2 separate regions of the Sus scrofa genome follow, and region 1 is linked to region 2. The links are chromatin contacts, called in public Hi-C maps. All regions are on one chromosome and are shown on one strand. The core of a region is the stretch at or near the end of the contact, and the rest is flanking DNA. Distances in the headings are between cores, read along the strand shown. Region 1 has its middle 23 kb from the start of SLC38A10. Region 2 has its middle 20 kb from the start of ACTG1.

Region 1 (5,633 bases), core at 2,072-4,571, 120 kb before region 2:
CCCATGGCGTGGTGCTGGGGGGGTGGGTAGGACACCAAACCCCAGCCAGTAGGTGGGCTGACCTGCCCTTCGCTGTCCCCTCCCACCCGAGGGTCCCTGGCTTGGGCTCTGCTCCTGGAGCATGCCGTCTGGGGTCATGGCAGCTGGAGTCGGGGCGAAGATGCTTCCTGGTCTCCCCTGCGGGGTAGGAACAGACATACGGTGTGAAGATACCACTGGGGGAGGGGGGCCTTCCAGCCTAAAGTCCTCCTCTGGGCCCCCCAGGCCCCTTCCCCGCCTGCCTCGAGAAGTCACCCAAAAGCTGTTTTCTAGAACAACCAGAGGCGGTGGTCAGCAGAGGCCGGGGGGACAGCCCTCTGGGGTGAGGCTGGGAGGCCTGCCCCCTCCCCCCAGCAGGAGGGCCCCCTCCCCCTTGCCCTGTGCCCTGGGGCCCCAGGAAGGCTGGGGTGGCCCGGCCAGCCCGGGAGCTGCAAAGGGCACTGAGAGTGCAGCGCTGGGGCGAGCCGCCAGCAGGGCCAAGACAATGTGGTTTCAATCTAATTGTCCCAAAATATTGTTACAACACAAACCACGTGCCATCCACTCACCTGCAACTAATCAGCGGCAAAGCTACCGAATAAATCGGTTCCACACCCGTGGGGCCGGGCAGCCCGGCGCGCGAACCCGGGTGCCCAGGCCAAGGCCACGGCGGCCAGGGCCTGTTTCCTGTGAGGGGAAAGACTCCTCAGGGCGAGTGGGGGGCACCGCCAGGGCTCCTCCTCCCTCTGACCCCCACTTCACTCTGGAGGACAGAGCTGGAAGGGCCAGCCCTTCATATCACACCTGTCCAGGCCCCGGTGGGTCGCCAAGGAGCTGGGGCCAAACTGGGGCGACAGCCAGGTCAGCCAAGGGCTTCCTGGGGTCTGGGGGCCAGAGAGTCCCCAGTGTCCTCCCTCCGCCCTGACCCTCCCATTCCAAGACTGCGGCCCTGGGCACTGCACCCCTTTGGGAAACACCTGCATGCCCGTATGCGCTATTGACAAGCTGCCTTTGAAAGCACGGAGGCCTTCTGGTTAGTAGGATGGAGAGAGTCTGCCAGCAGCCAAGTGCGCTAAGGGGGATCCCTCGTTGAGCCAGCGAGGAGACTGATGCTCAACAGAGGACCCCAGCTTCGCCAGCGCCCATTGCGGGTGGGCCGGGCCGGCCAGCCTCGGTCCCTCCCGAGGTGCGTGCTGCCCCGAATGCACCTGGCGCACTGCCAGCCAGCTGGGCCGCACACAGGCCCGCTGGGAAGGGCCTGCACCCCGAGCTCCAGGGGAGCAGACGAAGCAGAACCCGGGTGCTGGAGAAGCAGGATGCTCTGACCCCTTGCCGCGAGCCCGGGAAGCCTGGAGGTCCTTGGGCTCAGCCTTGAGGGCGAACGGGGGGTGCGTGGGTAGGAAAGATGGCTCCAGAGTGAGACCCACAAACCCGCCTTTGCGGGGTGTTTGGAGGGAGGCGTAGCAAAGACTTTCTTTCCAAATAAGGTCATAGTCCTGGGCTCCAGGTGGACACGTCTCTTTTCTGGGGGTGGGGGGGTACCATTCAGCCCACAACTCGGCGACAGCCTAGCCCGCCACTACCCTGGAGATCGCCCTCTGTATCAGGTGCCACGCAAACCAGCCCTTTGCCCCAGCAGCGGTCATTTCTGGGATGCAGACCTTATTATGCTCCTTTGTAGCGAAGAAAAATGAGGCTCAGAGATGTTAAGGCGCTTCCCCAAAGCGGCACAGCTTGGAAGCGGCCTCCGCATATTCCGTCAGTGTCTTGGAACAGGCGGCCTGGAAAGGTTGCAGGTGTTCCCAACACAGCTGGCAGCAGCAGGGAGGCCAAGGTCAGCCCACAGCCAACAGGCAGTGGTGGGGGATGGGGGGCGGACAAGAGCCAGAACCGGGCCGGAGGGTGGTGGCCGCAAGGTCGCCTCCGAGCAGCCACTCTTGCAAGGGGTGCGTGAAGGCGCGGACGTGAGAACCCCCCAACCTTATCTGTGCCCACGGTGTCAACTTGTTCCCCGTGTCCGTCTTTGAATAAGGAGCAAAGTGGACCAAATCGCTTTTTATCTCCTGTTGAGCAGGGCCTGCCTGGCAGGGAGGCAGCCACAGAGGTGGACGGAGCCCCTCCCAGGGAGGACAGGACAGGGACGAGGAGAGCCCAGGCCCCCGCCCCCAACGCCTCTCCCTGGGCCCCTTCTTTGAAAAAATCTTTTTATTGTGAAAAATTCATGTCACATAAAATTAGCCATTTTAAGTAATTTTTTAAGTGTGCAATTCAGTGCCTTTCACTCCATTCACTAAGTTGTGCAACCATCACCTCTATCAATTTCCAAAATTTGCATCATCTGAAACAGAAACGTTACCCATTGAGCAATAACTCCCCCCACCCCACCCCCCGCCCCTGGTAACCTCTCATCCGCTTCTGTCTCTAGGAATAGAATTTGCCCATTCGAAGGACCCGTGTGAGCGGAATCAAACCATATCTGTCCTCTTTGTCTGACTTCTTTCACAGAGCATATGATGTCTTCAAGTTCATCCATGTGTGTCAGAATTTCCTTGGTTTTTTTTTTGCTTAATTTTTAGGGCTGCACGGGCGCCATATGGAGGTTCCCAGGCTAGGGGTCGAATCGGAGCTGTAGCCACTGGCCTACGCCACAACCACAGCATTGTGGGATCCCAGCCGCTGTGCTGTAGATCTGCGACCTGCCACACAGCTCCCGGCACCACCGGATCCTTAACCCAGTGAGCGAGGCCAGGGATCGAACCCGCACCCTCATGGTTCCTCGTCGGAGTCGTTAACCACTGCGCCACAACGGGAACTCCCAGAGTGTCCTCCTTTTTAAGGCCAAATCGAATCCCAGCGGGTGGGCAGAGCACCTTCTGCTTATCCTCCATCTGACAGTGGACAGTGGGCCGTGCCCACCTTCTGGCTGCTGTGAACACGGGGAGCCGCTGCCCCCAGCTCGCTGGAAAAAATACCCACACGTGACATGGCTGGGTTCCGTGCCGATTCTATGTTGAAGGGACCACGGGCACCCAGGCCTTTTTCAACCCAGATTTTGGTCTTTTACAGAAAGAAATTTTGTCTCCATTCTCTTCCCTGGGCCTGGGGTGGGGGGGGGATGCTGTGGGGGTGAGGAAGGCCTGGGGCGCTGCTGGAAGCGGGGAGGCCCCAGCGCCCACCCTGGAAGGCTGTCTCTTGGAGTCAGCTCCGTGCCTCCAGGGCAGCAGGGTCCGGGCGGTGTCCCTGTCGCTTGCGGCCTGGATTTCCTGCCTGTCGAGGGCAGACACAGCAAGCACCCACGTCTTCGGGGGCTCTGGGCTCAGAGGAGGGAGGTACAGCACAGAGACCGGCCCTGGTATGTCATGAGGGCTCCGTGAGGTCCCTCCCAAGGCCCCGGGCAGCGGCTGAGCTCACAGCCCCCAGGGAAAAAGACCCCCGGAGAGCAGAGAGGGCTCGGGCCTCCGACAGTGTCCCCTGCCTGCACCAGGGTCAAGGGCCAGGTCTGCCCGCTGTGCAGGTTCTCTCCAGTAGGGGGCGCCCTGCAGCTTCCTTCTTGCTCTTCCTGAGGGGCGGCAGTGACCCTTTCTGGATCCAGTGATGGACAGCCTCCGTGGTGGGGGCAGTTCAAGGCTGGTCGCCCGGCCACATGGGGCTCTGCCCGCTGCAGGGTTCTCAGGGCCCCAGGCCTCACCTGCAGGGGAGGGGGCCCCTGGACCACAGGGCTTAGAGAGGAGGGGCACGGCCCAGGGAGGCGGGGGGCTGGTGTGCGGTTGACCAGGAGCCTGCTTGGGGTGTACTGGCCTCGTGCGCTGTCCCCAGGGCAGAGGGCACCCCAGGTTGCCTGGAGAAGCTGCTTCCGGGGTCCAGGCCTGCCTGAAGGTGGGACCGGGGTCTCTGGACTGGACTCAAGGCCACGGCCCCCAGGAAGAGCCCTCCCTGGTCCTCTCGGCAGTAGCCGCAGCCCCTCCTGGCTCTGTGTTTCCAGAGCTGGCCTTCCTGGAGGCGACTGCCTGGCGTGATCCACACAGGGTCCCCACAAACTTCATTTCTTATTTATTTACCTACGTATTTTTTTTGCCACATCAGCTTCATGCAAAAGCTCCTGGGCGAGGGATCGAACCCGCACCATTGCACTGCCAACGCCAGATCCTGAACCCACCAGGCCACCTGGGACCTGCCCCCCACAAACTTTTTAACACGAGTGGTTTCTCCCAGCGTCTGTGAGAAAAAACAAAACCAACCGATCAAGCCTGCGATTTCACAGATCTTAACGCCGGGGACAAGATCAGGGGAAAGGGAGCCGTGAAATTTCAGAACCCGGTTGAGTAAGAAACGGCGCAGGGTCCGCGGAAGGTCAGGCCAGGGCGGGAGGGAGGTGCCGGGCTGGGCGGGAGCCCGGGCCCTGCCTGCAGGGTCTCCCGTCTGGCAGCGGCCCTGGCAGGCAGGCTGGCAGGCTGGGTGGTGACGGTGACTCACAGCCGGCAGGGCCCTTTGCCCAGCGCCCTGCCTCGGGTGAAGTGAGAAACCTGACCAGGCTCCAGCGGATGGGAGACCCCACCCCGGCCCGGGCGGGACAGGTGTGGCTGGGCTGCGGCTCCATCCCACGCCCACACAGGCCTGGGGCCAGGGCGTCTGAGCCCAGTTTGTCACTGAGGCAGCAGCTGCCTCTCCCAGGCCGGAACCCAGGCTGTGGGCCATCCCCCCAGGCATGCAGCTCCGGGCTCTGCCCTGGGCGGGAAGCACGGCTTGGTTGGCAGGCAGGGCTGAGGAATGGCCCCCACACCTCCCCAGTTAGCTGTGAGGCCTCCAGCAAGTTGCTTCCGCTCTTTGGGCCTCTGTGTGTGTCTCTGGTTGGGTCACCTCCTCAGCAAAGCCTTTGCAGGTGTCCTCAAGGCTCCAGAGACCCCGCTCCCCGGCCCCGATCTGTCACTCTCACCTGGATTTCAGAGGCTGGGAGGGGCCGGGGGGGTGGATCGGGGTGGTCAGAGTCACAGCTGCCCCACATCCTCCCTGGTGGAGGGGCCAGGACCACTCTGGAGTTCCTGAGGCGCTCCCGTCGTGGCTCAGTGGTTATCGAACCATGAAGACATGGGTTCAATCCCTGGCCTCGCTCCATGGGTTAAGGATCCGGCGTTGCCGTGAGCTGTGGTGTAGGTCACAGACGCGGCTCGGATCTCGAGCTGCTGTGGCTGTGGTGTCGGCTGGTGGCTACAGTTCCCATCAGACCCCCAGCCTGGGAACCTCCATACACCTCGGGTGCGGCCCTAAAAAGACAAAAAAAAAAAAAAAAAAAAAGAGCTCCTGGAGTGTTCTGCTCACTTGCCCACGGAGACCCTCCTTCGGGAGCTGCCTTGAGAGCCCCGAGCCCCTCCTTCCCGCCTGTCCTCTTTGCTCTCGGGTACCAAGCTGCCTCTGGGGCTCTGCGGGGAGGGGGAGGCTGGGGCAGCAGCAAAGGAGGCCCAGGGCCTCTGTGGGGCCCGCTGAGGCCTCACAAGGAGGCACTACTGGGGGACACGGAACGGACTCCGGGCAGAGCAAAGAGCAAAGGATCCCAGGCAGGACCATGCCGGTGCGGGCGCAACTGAGAACTGGGGCGTGGGGGCCGGTGTCGGGAACGG
Region 2 (5,394 bases), core at 560-3,059:
TTCCATTTGTCACAGGTGTGGCTGTGGAAAAAAGCCAAAACCCAAAAAAGGCGTGGGCCCTTCGTCCTGCAGTGTGGGCGGAGCACCCTCTGACGCAGGCACCGTGAAGAGACAACGGCGAAAGGCCAGTCCCTGCCCCGGGGACGTATGGTCCCAACTGTGCCCATGACAGCTAGGAGCATCTAGGAGGCCATGTGGACGGACACATGTGCTCTCTGTCCACTGCTCTGCCTCCTGTTTGACTCATCACTGTACACCGTCCTTCTGGAGAGCTGGAATGGGTTCGCACTGGGAGGGAGAGGCTTGGCCAAGCCCCACCCCACCCATTTCAAACGTACCTCTGGGAGGTCCCACCGTGGTGCAGCAGAAATGAATCTGACGGGTAACCCTGAGGTGGCGGGTTTGAATCCCTGGCCTCACTCGGTGGGTTAAGGGTCCGGCGTTGCATGAACTGTGGTGTAGGTCGCAGACGCGGCTCGGATCCTGCGTTGCTGCAGCTGTGGTGGAGGCCGGCAGCTGTAGCTCCATTTTGACTCCTAGGCTGGGAGCCTCCCTGTGCTGGGAGTGCGGCCCTAAAGCAGGGGGGTGGGGGTGGGGGGCGAGGGGGAGGTACCTCTGCAAGGACACACCTGGGTTTCACTCACACCGTATGTCACTGCCTACAAAATAAAACAAAACAGCAGTGTTCCTAAGATGCTTCTAGTCACACTTCAGAACAGGTGCTGGACATGTCCCCATTTCCCGCCCCAGCTGTCCTGCCCTGTGGCCGGAGGTGGACCCTGGGGCACAGGGTCGCTAGGGATTCAGCCAGGAAGGAGCTGCAGCTGTGAGGAGCAGGCAGGAGGAACGTGAGGCCAGCACATGTACAACCAGGACCCTCCCTGCCAGGTTGGCCACGACCCTCCTTCCAAGGTCGGACCTTCTGCTGGATGGGCCTCTCCCATGGCCCTTCAAGTCAACGGGATAGCAGCTCCCCGTTATTGCCGGCCCTGGCCTGCATGATCTCCTCTTCAATTCGTTCATTTTCCATTTATTCAACTCTTTTCAAATCCTCTGTCTGAGGTGCCATAAAAGTGTAAGACCACATCAATTGCCCGTATCAAAGAACATTCTTGTATGTTCCACTTGGAGTAGCTTGGAGGGGAGACCAGTGGAAACTAGGGGAAGGCTTGCCTCCAGGCCTTCCTGGGGCCACCGCTGTTTGTGGCCTCAGGATAATAGCAGGTGCTGTCAATAACCGACTCAATCAGTGAATGGATTGATCCCTGCTGGCCCCTCCACCACCCAACAGCAGATTGCCCCTTCCTTGACGATTTTCCTCAGTCTCCTTGGTCAAGCCCTCAGGTCCCTCCTTCCCTGAGCCCAGCCTTCTGGGGGTACAGTGGCGGGGGGTGGGGAGAAGCCCAAGCCCAAGCCGTGGTTGGACCCGCGGTCCAGCAGCGGGATCAAGAAAACCCCAGGGGCTCCACCCTCACAGGCTCTGTGGCTTTGAGGCTGTCACTTCACTCCACGTGTGCAACGGGAGCAGCCACGACCCCCCCCGCCATCCGCGGCCCCGCACGACAGAGGGCCGAGAAGATGGCACAGCGCTTTGCGCTCCAAGGGCACTCGGGGACCCTCGGGGACGGCTCGGAGTCCTCGGGGCGAGCGTCCCGGGAGTGGCGCGGGGCCGCGGGGCCGCGGGGCCGCGGGTCGCTGTCCTGCCTCCGCGGCGCCCCGGGCTTTGGGCGCCCCGCCCGCCTAGGACTGAGAACCGCCGCGCGCGCCTCCCCACGTGGGGCCGTACGGGCTCGCAGCCCGGGCACCCGATTGGCCACCAAGCAGCCAATCAGAGGGTGTCGTCGGCAGCCACCTCGCCAATTGGCTGCGGAGAGCCAGTCAGCGAGGGGCGGGGCCTTCTTTTGTTCTCTCCTCCGCGGCCCCGCCGGCCCCGCCTCCCGGGCCCCGCCTCGGGGTCCCCTGCGGCCCCGGCGCCTCAGCTGTGGGCACCCCCCCACCCCAAAGCCCCGGTCGGGGCCGCCGGGAGGCTGCCAGTTGCGGTCGAGGCCCCTCCGAGCTGGCCGCTCCTGGGGCCAGCCCCGCTCTCGCCCCCTCCTCACCCACCCGACTGGCATGGGAGAAAGAACCAGCTGCCTGAAACACAGCCTGCGCAGGGGCTGACCTTGGACAAGCCCTTTCAGCTACGTCCCTCGGTGCCTTGCCCTTGCTTTCTCCCTGTCTCCCAGGACTTGGGGACAAGAAGAGCCCATAAAAAATGAGCTGGGGCTCTTTCTGCAACGTGCCCAGGCAGTGACAGAAAGTCTCCGATTTTTCCTGCGGGGGAGCGTGGAGCACGTGGGAGATGGCCTTAGAGGGGAGACTAAGTGTCTGGACATTGCTAACCTGAGCCCTCATTTAGAGCGACAGTCCTTTCCTGATCCGAGGGGCTGGATGGGGGAAGGGACAGAAGCCCGGGCCTCAGCCGGGCCAGCTGTACAAACTCTCCCCAAATCATCCTCCCTCTTCCACCACTTCACAGGGGCCCCCCTCGGGGGTGGAAAGTGGTGGCCCTAGGAGCCAGGGCCCTTGCCGGGAGAAAGAGCACTGGGCTGGGCTAGGGGGTCAGGCGTTCAGTCTGGTCTCTTTTCCTCAAAGTCACCACCTTCCTCCAGAAACTATCTGGAGGCATCGCCCAGTGCCTTGGTGGCCACACACATCCTGGGAGGCAGCCAGGCTGCAGTGCTGTCCAGGCTGTGGACACAGGGCTCCCGATCTCCAGACTGGGGCCTGAGGTCCTCTCCAGGCTCGGATCCCCTCTCTGGGAGTCTAGAGGTTCAGCTCCGTTCGTCCCATGATACAGCAGCTAAAGAGACCACTGAGGTGGGACAGGGCCCCTGCCAGGCAGGTCAGGGCCCACCGTTTCCTCAGCGCCCTTTGCAACCCCCATTGACTGGTTTTTTTTTTTTGTCTTTTGTCTTTTTTTTTATTGCCTTTTCTAGGGCCACTCCCGAGGCATATGGAGGTTCCCAGGCTGGGGGTCCAATTGGAGCTGTAGCAGCAGGCCTACACCAGAGCCACAGCAACACGGGATCCAAGCCGTGTCTGCAACCTCTACCACAGCTCACGGCAACGCCGGATCCTTAACCCCCTGAGCAAGGGCAGGGATCAAACCTACATCCTCATGGTTCCTAGTCAGATTCGTTAACCACTGCGCCACGACGGGAACTCCAACTCCCGTTGACTTTGAAGAGCCCCTAAGCCAGTATTGGTGGCGAAGATGGAGCCCTGACAGCGGCTCAGGGACAGTTTGACCAAAATGTGGTCACCCACCTGGAAAGAACTGAGAGTCTGTAAAAAATGTAATTCCCCAAGAAAGACAGATTTGAACCTGATTGGTGTCCAGAACGCTTCTTCATGTCACGGGTGGAGCACGCCCTCACTCGGTGTGACTCCTTGGCTCTGGGGTGCTGGGCCACCCACTCCAGCTCCCAGCAAGCAGCATCAGGGTCAGAGGCCTCCCCCGCAGCCTGGCTGTAGTGGCCCCTGGAAGGACTCCCAGCCTCAGGGCCTTGGCAGGTGTCTGCTGGCTCCCTGGGAGTGGGGTGGTGGGAGGCTGACATCTGCAGAGTGTTTTTACTGTTGGACAAATTGAATCAATTAAACAGGCCCCATCGGGGTGGCCGGGAGCCCAGTGAATGGGAAGGAACAGGGAGCGGAGCCAAGGGGGCAACACAGCCTGTCTCCGGGGGCATCTCGCCAGTGAGAATGCGGGGTGAAGAGGCAAGTGGGACACACCCCTTTCCTGGCTGTGTGGGGACAGGGACCCTCTGTGCTGACCTCAGTGAGGGAGGGAGGGGCATGGCGCAAAAGCGAAAGCCAGAAGAGGGTCCTGGGGCAAGTTACCGGGGCTGCGGTGGAGGAAACTCAGCGGGGGCTGGCGCAGGTTTGCATCCAGGATGCAGGCCCTCTGGGCTTCTCAGCTGTCAGCCCTGCAGACGGGGGCTCCAGAGCTCCCCAACAGCACAGGCTCCTCTCGATGGCATTTTGTGGCTCCCGCATGGAGGCCTCCGGAAGCTGCAGGCTCCACCAGAGAGAGAGGAGGCCGCCCAGGGAGGTTGGAGGAGCCAGCGGAGGGAAGAGGAAGCAGACTTCGGAGATGATAGCAAGGGCCGCCGGTCACCCACCTGGAGCGGAAGCCCCCCCGCCTTGGGCAGGCCCGGAATGATTTAGGGGCCGGCTGCTCTGTGACCTGGCTGACCCAAGGCTGGCCACGGCCTGGGAGGCCAAGCAGCTGCTGGAGCGTCCGGCTGCCAGAGCAGCACCCAGTTCCCTGACTGGCAGGGCAGCAGGGCCACCTCCTCAAATGCCCTTCCCCAGAGCCTCAGGGCAGGTGGCGTCTCTTTGGGTTGCTGCTGCTGGGGCAGGGAGGGTTGCCACACGTCAGGCCAAGACCCCTGCTCGCCCAGTTGCCACCAGGCACAGCACGTGACAAAGGAGCTTTGCTCTGCTCTTCATGTGCCACAGTGGTGACAATCTCACTGTCACCCAGGACAGCCAGACCACATCTGTCCCTTGATTTCAAATGACCATTATGATGCCACCTGAGGCTCTGGCATCTCATCAGCGAACTCCCGTGGAGGCCACTGGTCAGCGGGAGAGTGTCATTTGCCAGCCCTCAGAAGCCACGGGGCAGAGGCTGAGGAAGGGCACTGACCAGTGTCTGGGCCTGGGACTGGCTGAGGGTCCCACTTCCAGAACTTAGCCTGGGACCAGGGTTAATTCACCTGGAGATGAGGAGAAAGCTTTGCAGCTGCCGCAGCCCCTGGCCAGGGCCATCAGTGGGGCTGCCGCCCTTTCCTGGCCGGCCGACCATGAAACAGCCTGAATCTGGGGCCCCGCGGCTAGAGCCAGGGGGCCTGCCAGAGGAGGAGGGGCTGTGGGAGGGGCCGGGGAGGCTGGTTGTTGCTTGCATGTCACCTGCTTAGGACCTCCGAACTCAGACCTCCCCCCCAAGGTAGGGTTTTGAGGCCCGGAGGTGGTGCGGATGGGCCAGAGGGACCGGAGAGCGATGCCAGATCTTGGCTGTCTGCTGTCTTGTCTGAAGGGGAGTGCGTGTTCAGCCTGGAGGGTAGGCACCCCCTTCAGGAGATGGGATTAGTGCAAGTTTGCTTGCAGAGGAGCAGTTCACAGGGAGGTGCGTAGCCCTGTAAGGAAGGAGTGGCGGTTGCTCCATCCACTGAGTCTTTGCTGCCTTTTCGCACCCCCGCCCCCCCTCGCCCGACCTCCGCCAACTGCTGTGCAGCCTCGGGCGGCACGTCGTCGCCCGCCCGCACCCTTCCGAGGTCGACCACGCTGCTGTGAACCAGGAGATCAACCACCGGCGCCGCCGTGGGCTCTCCCGGAGGGAGCCGGCCG

The links. Hi-C and Micro-C count contacts between places; a contact is called where the count stands out from the background.
Region 1: a Hi-C map of fetal liver shows a contact between it and region 2, with 2.0 times the contacts expected there. The contact joins two enhancer-like sites. A contact is called at or near these places in 1 of 5 promoter capture datasets (liver), 18 of 47 Hi-C or Micro-C datasets (adipose tissue, alveolar macrophages, blood and 11 more) and 1 of 2 datasets of contacts at active chromatin or transcription factors (skeletal muscle).

What each region holds. Positions count from the first base shown.
Region 1 is chr12:1,454,974-1,460,606 of Sscrofa11.1, reverse strand. No RefSeq gene overlaps it. Among named protein-coding and RNA genes, the nearest start is that of SLC38A10, 23 kb to the left of the region's middle. Within about 2 kb of position 3,321, at least 14 of the 83 cell types and tissues checked have an H3K27ac peak or open chromatin away from gene starts, as enhancers often do. A contact at or near this core is called in adipose tissue and fetal liver, where this site is marked.
Region 2 is chr12:1,337,971-1,343,364 of Sscrofa11.1, reverse strand. No RefSeq gene overlaps it. Among named protein-coding and RNA genes, the nearest start is that of ACTG1, 20 kb to the right of the region's middle. Within about 2 kb of position 1,809, at least 49 of the 83 cell types and tissues checked have an H3K27ac peak or open chromatin away from gene starts, as enhancers often do. A contact at or near this core is called in adipose tissue and fetal liver, where this site is marked.